Linked DNA regions of Mus musculus: regions 1 and 3 are each linked to region 2. The links are chromatin contacts, called in public HiChIP or PLAC-seq maps. All regions are on one chromosome and are shown on one strand. The core of a region is the stretch at or near the end of the contact, and the rest is flanking DNA. Distances in the headings are between cores, read along the strand shown.

Evidence for each region. HiChIP or PLAC-seq counts read pairs in DNA pulled down with a chosen protein or histone mark.
Region 1: an HNF4G HiChIP or PLAC-seq map of pancreatic cancer cells shows a contact between it and region 2. The contact joins two enhancer-like sites. A contact is called at or near these places in 9 of 484 Hi-C or Micro-C datasets (the G1E-ER4 cell line, the HL-1 cell line, cardiomyocytes and 5 more), 6 of 115 datasets of contacts at active chromatin or transcription factors (bone marrow-derived macrophages, effector CD8 T cells, embryonic stem cells and 3 more) and 3 of 9 other capture datasets (adipose tissue, liver and pancreatic islet).
Region 3: a FOXA1 HiChIP or PLAC-seq map of pancreatic cancer cells shows a contact between it and region 2. The contact joins two enhancer-like sites. A contact is called at or near these places in 4 of 484 Hi-C or Micro-C datasets (CD4 T cells, embryonic fibroblasts, nephron progenitors and 1 more), 5 of 115 datasets of contacts at active chromatin or transcription factors (effector CD8 T cells, embryonic stem cells, extraembryonic endoderm stem cells and 2 more) and 1 of 9 other capture datasets (embryonic stem cells).

Annotation. Positions count from the first base shown.
Region 1 is chr15:27,574,805-27,577,720 of GRCm38.p6, reverse strand. The region is part of intron 8 of Ank (progressive ankylosis); the gene reads right to left. Among named protein-coding and RNA genes, the nearest start is that of Mir7117, 4.8 kb to the right of the region's middle. Within about 2 kb of position 1,425, at least 47 of the 459 cell types and tissues checked have an H3K27ac peak or open chromatin away from gene starts, as enhancers often do. A contact at or near this core is called in pancreatic cancer cells, where this site is marked.
Region 2 is chr15:27,504,943-27,508,321 of GRCm38.p6, reverse strand. All of the region lies in intron 1 of Ank (progressive ankylosis), which reads right to left. Among named protein-coding and RNA genes, the nearest start is that of Gm29901, 15 kb to the left of the region's middle. Within about 2 kb of position 1,676, at least 58 of the 459 cell types and tissues checked have an H3K27ac peak or open chromatin away from gene starts, as enhancers often do. A contact at or near this core is called in embryonic fibroblasts and pancreatic cancer cells, where this site is marked.
Region 3 is chr15:27,595,228-27,598,554 of GRCm38.p6, reverse strand. It overlaps a transcript of Otulin not described here. Among named protein-coding and RNA genes, the nearest start is that of Mir7117, 25 kb to the right of the region's middle. Within about 2 kb of position 1,909, at least 254 of the 459 cell types and tissues checked have an H3K27ac peak or open chromatin away from gene starts, as enhancers often do. A contact at or near this core is called in embryonic fibroblasts and pancreatic cancer cells, where this site is marked.

The DNA.
Region 1 (2,916 bases), core at 176-2,675, 70 kb before region 2:
TCAGTATTAAGTTGAGGATACCTGTGCAGTCTTGGTAGGCAGTGCCATGCCGTGGTGGGTGATGTGCTGAAACATAACCTCCACTGGGAGACTTTAAGTGGGTGGATGTATAATTTGAACAGTGTTTCAGGTGGGGCTTCAAGGAAGTTATTGGTTAGAGTGGACCCTGGTTGGGGAAAGACCAAACCCAAGCATAAACATACCTCCTGTCTCCTGCTATTTGAGGACCTTGACCACAGAATTCTGAGCCAAAATAAGTCTCTTTTCATTAAAACGTACCAAATTTATGGGCCATGTTATTAGCAATTGGACATATTCTAATACATTTTGTAAGTTTCAAGACAGGAGGCAGGATTTTGCAAGGACCCAGTGGAAGTATACTAAAAGAATAAAAACTAAGCAGTTACCTAAATCTAATCTTGGGGACTGTTGCTCTCAGATTTACACAAACCATCAGCCATGACACAATGAAGCTCCCAAGGGCAGGCCGAGTGCCTCCTGCAGGCTGAGTGCAGCCCCTGTAGAGGAAGGTGCAGAGCTGCCTGCAGTCTGAGTACTTCCTAACTAAGTGCCAAAGATGTCATATGTAACTAAAGAGATGGAAGCTGGAGAGTGGAAGTCTGATGAGTCAACCTTGTGGCCTCAGGTGACCACAAAAAGATTGCTTTCTTGGAGGAACATCAGTAGATTAAATTGCCAGGGTTACAGTGACCAAAGATTTACATCTGGATGTTTTAGAGCAATAGGAAGGGACAGTGGCCCAGGTGTAAGGATACAATTAGGATGGGTGAGGCCAGGCCTCTACAGCAGGAGAACTCATGATAGCCCCAAAGGCTTCTGAGTCTGCATCCACATGTTCCCTTTTATAAGAACACCAGCCACACTGGATTTGGGGCCAAGCTTGCCCATAGAACCTGAACCCCATTTCCAAATAAGGTTGCCTTCTGGGACGGGGGTCAACATTGCAGCATATGAACAGATGCACGTCGTCAACCCATGACAAATAGAGGAGAAAATCCCAGGCATGTTCATGGTCTCCCTCCTTTTTATTAACTGAGAGAGTTAACAGATAAACTACAGCTCAGGCAAGTAACCTAACTGATACCAGTTCCTGCTTCAGGCCCTCGTCTTCACCACGGCTCCGGCAGGTCAGAGTGACATCGATTTTAACTTCGTTTTGTGTACACGTGTGTGCGCATGTGTGTGCAGCCAGGAGTGTATGTGCAGACACGGGAGCCACTGGTTAACAGACACTGTCTCTCATCACTCTTCACCTTGGCTTTGTCCTCTCTGAACCCAGAGCTGGCCCATTTGGCTGGACCCGCTAGGCAGTTAGCCCCAGAGAGGTGTCCCTGCCTGTCCTTCAGACCACTGTGAGCGCCTGTGCATGGCTTTCATGTGGGTGAGATCAATAACTTCTCTTTGAAGAACCAGACCCTAAATTCCAACAGGTCCTGAGCTCAGATGCCCTTGTATCTACTATGGCATTCCAACGGGTCTGCTTCTTCCTCTGTCGTAGGTGGCAGTGACATACTCAGCTCACACCTGCCTTCTTCCCCAAGCAGCTCTGACTAGTTGAAGCTGAGGGCTTGGTTCTCATGTGAACAATGGGATACAGTGTGGAGGCCTGGCAGTCCTCCAAACTTGGCATGACCCAAGTGCCTTTGCATTCCACACTTGCATTCTTAACATGGGTCAGCTCACCAAAACCCAACCTTAGCCAAAAAACATTATGTCTAATTTACTGGTTTCTAAACTATACATCTGCAGAAATTCATCTGACGTTCACAACCTGTACTGGAAAGGCTCACAGCATCCCAGGGAGTGGGGGAGAGCTTTCTGGTTTGGGGGCTCCTCACCCTGCTGTTTTATGCACACCTATACCTCTGTCATTCTGTCCGTCTTCCCGTGGCAACCTCCCGTCTCTGACAAATCGACCGTTCCTCCCTCTCACCATCTTACCCTCTCCACTGTCTCCTCCCCATGATCCTTGCTTTCTAAGTGTCTGACTTTCATGGGGTCTGGCATTCAGGGGGTGTTGGGATGGCTGCGTAGGTTGTCCACTGCCCAGAAGTGCCTTGCCAGCTCCACCTGCCAAGATCCATTTGGATCGTTGCCTCTCTCCACTGTGTACAAAGGGGCCAGAGAAGGCCCCCAAGTCAGCCAAGTCCCTGCTTTGCATAGATTCTTTTCCACTTCTCCTGGAGAAGAGGGGCCCTGTTCTTGGCACCAGCTCCCCAAAACTAAAGCAGTGGAGAATCTAAAAAGAGAAATGCCCAGTGCTCTTAAAGGGCCATTTGTGAGGTCAGATGGAGGCCAGTCTACTGTTAGCAGCCGAAGCTGTTAGAGATCCTCTGTTCACCCACGATTTGTTGAGTCAGGAAGAGTTCAAAGGAGAAGGGATCCCCAAACGAGATTTGAATTAATGAGAAGAATTCTGTAAATTTAGCAGCCATATCTACTGGCTTTTATGGAGCTGGCCTAGGTTGTGGAAACAGGTGCTCTGACATCTGTTTCTGTGACACCTGTGCCCCGGCAGTATGACTGGGAAGACATGTGCCACTCTGGTGAGTGATTTTTTTTTTTACTTCAGCCCCAAATCTAGAGCCCATCAGGAAGTATGACAAGCATTGTGGGCATGCGTGAGGGAGAGCTTCGTGGGCATGCATGTGGTAAAAGCTTTGCAGGTATGCATGTGGGAGAGCTTCATGGGCATGTGTGTGGGACAGTTTCGCGGGCATGCGTGTGGGAGAGCTTTGTGGGCATATATCAGTAAGGATTTTCAGCCCAGGTTAGCCAGTTCCTTCCCCAGCAAGAGAAGTCTCCCTCATTGCCTGCTCGAGACTATCCTCTCCTCATGCTCACAACATAGTCTATCGAGATGAACAGCCTTCTAGGACTCACTAGTTGTCACAG
Region 2 (3,379 bases), core at 427-2,926:
AGGAATATCTCACGCTGACCTAGAGTCAGCCGGGTGCTCAGACAGTGGAGCTGGGGCACTGGACAAAAAAAAAGGCTCTGAAAATACCTAGGCTGAAACCATCTGTCTGCAGAACCACCTTCCACCAAGGGTGTTCAGGTGAAATAGAAATAGGAAAACACTAAAGAGTGATAAAAGTGCAATTTCCCCAGACTTTTAAAATGCAGGTATGTATATGCTGTGTGGTATGTATGTTCACACGTGCACACACATGTTCAGTGTGCTGCGTGCATAGGTTAAAGGACAACTATGGGTCTCAAACTTTACCTCCAACCTAGTCAGAGACATGGTCTCTTGGTCAGTGCTGTGAAAGCCAGGTTAACTGGCCTGATCCACAGGCCTCTCTTTGCCATAGCAGATGGCTTTTTAACAGGGTTCTGGGGATTTGAACCCTGATCCTCATGCTTGTATGAAAAGCACTTTATCCGAACTCCAAGTCTGCTTCCTTTCTAGATTCCTTATTAGAAGCAAAGGAGGAGAAGGAAGAGTGGGGTTATCAAGTGCATCTAGCCTAGAAATGACGTCTGTTATAGACACACAACTCAGTTCAGCTTGGAAATCAAAGTCAAAACCGAACTAGAAGCCTAAAGGGCATTAGATACCAAATTGTCTCCCCCCACCCCCCCAGCCCCCAGGCAGTAATAGAGATATGAGAAGTAATTTCACTTTTAATCTTGAGATTAAGCTACATTTGAATCAAATAGGTCTGATAGTGCACGTCCACAGTAGTTCCAAACTGCAACTGCCCTTTATGCCAGAGAACCCAGACAAGATCCTTCCTTCCAGTGTGTGCAATGAGGAACTACCGGTATACTATAACATGGAAAGGGACGGTCATTTCCAAACCCCGTGAGTTAATAAATACAAAAAGAGCCGTGCAGCGTTGAGATCGGGTAATCCTTGATATGTTATAAAAGGCTCCTTGGCTCCTAAGAAGGCAGTCTCAAGTCCAAGGTCTGTTCTGAATTGCTGCTCCAGACAAGAACTGGCCCTGGATGCTTCTGTTTTCTTCCCCTGGCTCCTCAGCTTAGCCCGACAAAGATTAGATTAGCGTCCCAAGCCTCTAGTTTCTAACCATGAAAGCTGAGTACCCTCACCTCCACAACTCAGGGAAGGCTACGCTGAAAAACACAGGTGACAAAGAACACATGGGCAAAGCCCGGCATGGTGGGGCACGCCTGTACCGCAGCACTCAAAGGTGAGAGAGGAAGAGCGGTGTAAGCCTACATAATGAGCTGGAGGCCAACTGGAAGCTACAAGTAGAGACTCTGTCTCATCTCAAAGATGAACCTGGAGTGGGCAGGCATGTCATTAACAGCTGTCAGTCACAGGCACATAGACAGCTTGCCTGTTTCAGATGCTTCCATAAAGCCCAAACGGGAAACAGATGACCACAGAGCAAAGATCAAGGTGCTTTCCTTGTTTGGCTGCCATTATAGAGAAGGCCAAGCTGTCGGGTTGATTGTGGCAGGTGAGGCTGCAAACATCTAGGCTACCCTTAAGAGTCCTGTGGCTTGCTCTAAGAGCTCACGCAGATGCTGGCACACCAAGTCTACTGACTCAGCAATTCCAGCCACTCCGCTCACTGCCCTTTGTACACAGAGGGGCCCCATCCATCCGACCTCTATGGTAAATCTCAGTGCTTTCCAAACAGTTCTTAGCCCCCTGAATCTGTGGGACAGATCCTATCTGCACTGAGCTGACTCATCCTAAAGAAACGCCTGATTCAAAGGTCAGTCATCCTCAGGGGACTGACATATTTTTATCTTTTTTTTTTTCAAAAAATATTTGCACTTCAAATGCCAGTGCCATCAGGTTAATTAACATATGTGACCAGAATACTAACTGTAGGTCCATGTAAGAGACCTTAATTATTAACAGCAGAGGGTGAGACACTGAGGCCAATTGTGCAGACTGACTGAGAGTGCACTTGGTTAGCCTGATAAGCAAATGAGAGAAACCCAAATGATAAGGTCCACACTGGTAAGTGTTTTTCCATGCACATGAGGTTCATGCTTTCTGGGCAAACCACTCAGCCCATGACAAACTAACTAAGGTGCTGTTCTGGGCAGCACCAACAGCCTGTAGTGTCAGTTCTCCCCTATGTCTGGATTTAGTCTATATAGAAAACAGAAGGCAAGTAAGTTTACTTTTCTCTAGCCTGCTAGCTGGCTGATGAAAGGCTCAGAGGCCCAGAACATAGCAGAACTGTTCAGGGGGATTAAAAACCCTGGATGTATGTGTGGGGCCCTGTCACTTCATGGACAAGAGCTGTGGCACAAATGAGAAAGACAAATGGTAAGAGGTAAGCATTGTGTGCTCCGCCAGGATACACATAGATCTACAGAGTCCCTGTCGTTCCTCATTCCTTCCTTTATATGGGAAGAACATGACTTAAGTATATTTTAGTAACAGGAACACCTTTAACCTTGTGCCAGATATTCTAAATGTTTTCCATATGGTCACGAGCCTCATAACACATTTTCCTAGGGAAAAAGGCCTGCGTATGTAGAAGGCTGGGTGACACAATTCCTAGCTATATAGGAAGCTGTACTACCTAGGTGTGCCCAGGTACAAGCTGATGTCTGTACAATGACCACATCACCCAATGACACGTCCCAAAGAAGGTAACCTGACTGTAAAAGAAAGCATGGCCACAGCAAACTTTAAACTTTCTCCAGTCGGGAACCCAACAGTGGGCTCTCTGCCAGCTTCTGCTTCCATGTCATTTTCATCCCTTTTTCTTTTTTAGATTTACTTTTAGTATTATTTTTAATGGTGGGTAGGTGTATGTATTTGCATGTGAGTACGCAAATGTGAGTTAAGGTTCCCGCAGACAGAATAGACCGTTTGGATCCACTAGAGCTGGAGTCACAGCCGGTTGTGAACTGCCTGACATGGGTGCTGGGAACTGAACTCAAGTCCTCTGGAAGAACAACAAGTGCTCTTCAGAGCTGACACAGCTCCCCCATCACCTTTCTCCTCCGCGCTCCCACACCTGCTCAAGGTCTCCCGAGTTGGACATCACACTGCCAATTCCATCCTCGGTCACACTGGTGCCTTTCAGCAGGATCGGGCCTCATCACTTTGATCACACTCACGTGAAATATAGACACTAAAATTCAGGTGGGACGATCGCAGTGGAACTGAAGCATTTTTAAAGACTGTTTCTGGCTCTTTATAAATGGCCAGCGAGTATTTAAATACTAACGGAGGGTGGAGAGCGGTTAAGAGTGCTTGTTGCTCTTTCAGAGGACCTGGTCTTGGACCCAGCACCCACATAGTAGCTCACAAAACAAAGAAAACTTTTGCTTTGTTTGTAACTACCTTTGTAACTATG
Region 3 (3,327 bases), core at 660-3,159, 90 kb before region 2:
TTAAGAGTTTTATTAAAACATCAAATGGAAGCTCAAGGATAATTTTAGAAGAGTTTTAAAAGAAAAATCCCAGAGCAAGCAAGCTGTAAGTGTCGGGAGTTGCCTAGAGGAGAGGGGGGAAGAAGGAAAAACCATGTTACTCTGCAGCAGGCAGCCACGTGGTGGGAAGGGAGCGTTCAGGATAAAGCAAGGAACCCCCAGCTGCTAGGAACCCCCAGCTGCTAGAGAAAGCATACTTGGGAACAAAAAAGGGAAGGAGTCGGACCTTTTGGCATAGGGAGCAAGCTGAGCTCCATGGCAGCTTGGGCTCGGGCATAGGAATTCTGGGGAGCAAAAGTATCTCCTTAAAGGAATTTATTTTGCCTATCTCTTCAACAAGGCTGAAGTTGAGTCTGCCTCCCTAAAGGTGCTCCCACCTCCCTGCTGTGGTCCCTTGGCCCGGTGGTTGACCTGCTGGGTCACATTCACTCCTCATGTTGGATAACTTAGTGTTCGATTTTTGCCCAGACCAGAGATTTTTTACCCTCTTGAGCAGAAGGAAGAGTTTTCTCTTAGTGAGTCCTCACGGCTGCTGGGTTGGAGCAGTTCTGCTCTCATCCCCTCTCTCCTTGTACACTAAGGACTTCTTTTTCAAGTAGAAAGGCTTTCGGTTCTTGTCTGTGGTCTCAGCTTGTATATTGGTTGACATTGTTTGTACAGAAGTAGATGTCAAGTCTTGCTAATAAGTGCATTTGGAGTTACTGGCCCAGGTGAAAAGAGGTACTGTATAAAAGCTAACTCTGTCCATGTGTGTCTCCTGCATAAACCATCCAGTAAGTCTATCCACGTGTGTCTGACAGTCACCTCTAAAAGCGCATCTCCCTAGTCAGGTTTTGAGAGACCCTGTTTGATTGATTGCAAATGCAGGAGAGAAAGATTATCATTGGACCGGAAAGGCAGCTTAGTGATTCAGAAGGTTTGCTGTGAAATCACAAGGATGAGAGTTCTGCTCCCAGCATCCACTTAGTAAGCCCCAGGGGGCATGGGGGGTGTCAAAGGCCAGATTCGTGGGTCTTGATGGCTTCTAAGGGCCTCCATCTCAAAGGAGATAAGACTACTACTCGACAGGACACTTGGTCCCTCTTCTGGACTCTGTTGTGTGCACAGTTTGTGAATCTCCACACTAAAGTGTATATACGCAAAGATACACACTAAGTAGAAATTCTGAAAATGAATTACTAAGTTTTTGTAAGGTACTAGTTACAAGTCTGGCACCACTTGCACTTGGCAGAGAATTTGTTTCCTTGGATTTAGGTGCTCTTCCTGGTAGGGCACCACATCAGTTAACGGAGCTAACGACCACCCTTCTGTCTTGTGGTGGGGAGAATGAAACTTAAGGTTTCCTTGTCTTCTCATTATTTTCCCCTTTGAGATCAGACAGTAAACAATGCAGTGAGTTGTTTCCTGACTTGTAAAGTGGGGTTCGGGTTGTTGATTACAGTCCTGTTTGCCTCTTGTTTAGCTTTGGTGTGTTAATTTTAGTCACCAGCCTTTGAGCAGGGCACCCAGGCCTTTCTTGAGATTTCCACTACATCCTGTTTCATGTGTGGTTAGATCAGCTGATGAGTCACCTGATGTTTTGCCACTTCGAATGACAAAAATAGAGGCTCAGAATAACCACACAGAGAAGCAGCTCTCATGGTTTCCAGATACATTGCTGAAAACCGTGCTTTTTGATGCTTCAAGCTTTTTATAAAAGAGCCTTGTGTGAGGCTCTTGTGGAAAGGCAGACAAGACACTGGGTTTGCACAGCTAACACTGAAGTCACCTCACCTTCCCAGGTCCCACCAGAGATAGCATTATTATACTTTTGGTTATAAAAGTGTGTGACAGGCAGCATTGAAAACAACCCTCTCCTGGTGGAGCACAGAAGGCTTAGCTTGCCTGCAGTACCCTAAACCAGACACAAAGCAGCACATGGTGTTCTGGTCATGTTCTATTCAGAGCTTTACTGAAGCAGAAAAAAGTACAAGGAAACATTGCTCAGGTAACATCATTTCATTAGAAGAGGCCAGGTGTGGTGGTGCACACCTTTAATCCCAGCACTTGGGAAGCAGAGCCACATGGATCTCCGTGCGTTCAAGGTCATCCTGGTCCACATAGAGTCCCAGGACAGCCAGGGATATGTAGAGTGACCCTGTCTCAAACTAAAAATAGATAATTATAAGAATATTAGGATTTCCTATTTTGCAGCACATCTCTTGCTCTCGCTTCAGTATGGAGAGAAAGTTGCTGAATCTTGGAAAATGTTCCTTTCCCTTTGCCTATTTCAGAAGAAAATATTTTCAAACAGAGCAGTTAGGAAGGTGGGAGATTGGGGAACTAGAATCAGAGGGAGTCTTTGTTTCCTCTCTGAAACAGGCACACACACCCACTCACCTGCACTAAGGGAGTGGTAAAACTATTTATTAAAGATAAAATGCAGTCACTTTCCCCATGACCAAGGCCATTGTCTCAGTCCTGCCACATCCAGGAGGGGCTGCATTGCAAGAAAGCAATAGGGTCCACGGAGTTTAAAGTGCTTAAGTACTTAAGTAATTACTGCAGCTCAGAATAAGTGTTTTCATTTCTGAGGCCCTCTCTGAACATTTCCAAGCCAAAGCATGAGCGAAGGCCAAGAAACAGATGGTCCCAACCGAGAGAAGAGTGCCTTTGACTCCAGATGCCCAAGCCCAAGCCCAACACGGGCAGCAGGGAGACACTGACCAGCTCCAACCCACAGATACAAACAAGGCCTTCGCAGTGGAAGGATCCCTGGTGAGTTCCCACCAAGCCAACCGCAAGCCGCTCACACTCCCGGAGCCCTGCAGTGGGCAGGCTTTGTCCTTCCTGAGTCACAGCAGTCCTGTTTACTCAGTTCCAGGGGGCCTTAGAGAGGGCCTGTGTGCCAGCACCCAGTAAACAAGGGCAGAGCCAGCAGCAGGTCAGGTGTGCACTTAGAATGACCCTCGGTTGCCCCTCAGATAAACAGGCTTCTCTAGTTTCTCGGAGAAAACCCTCACTCTAGAAAGGCCATCCTAACTCAGTATTTTGAGGAAAACTTGTCTCCTGCCTCTGCAACTTTAGGTTGTATTTGTCGCTTAACCTTGAGAATGATCTTCCCACAGTCCTTGAGGATTTCACAGACATGGTCCTTTTCAGTTTGTTAGCTGAGCAATATGTTTAAAAAGAACACTCAGCTGCTGAGCTAGAAAGGCTGCCCTTAATGCTTGTGGAAAGAGGAGAAAGGCCCTTCCCAAGTCTAGGCCGTGGAATTCTTTGTTTGAATACAACAGTATGGCAGCTGTC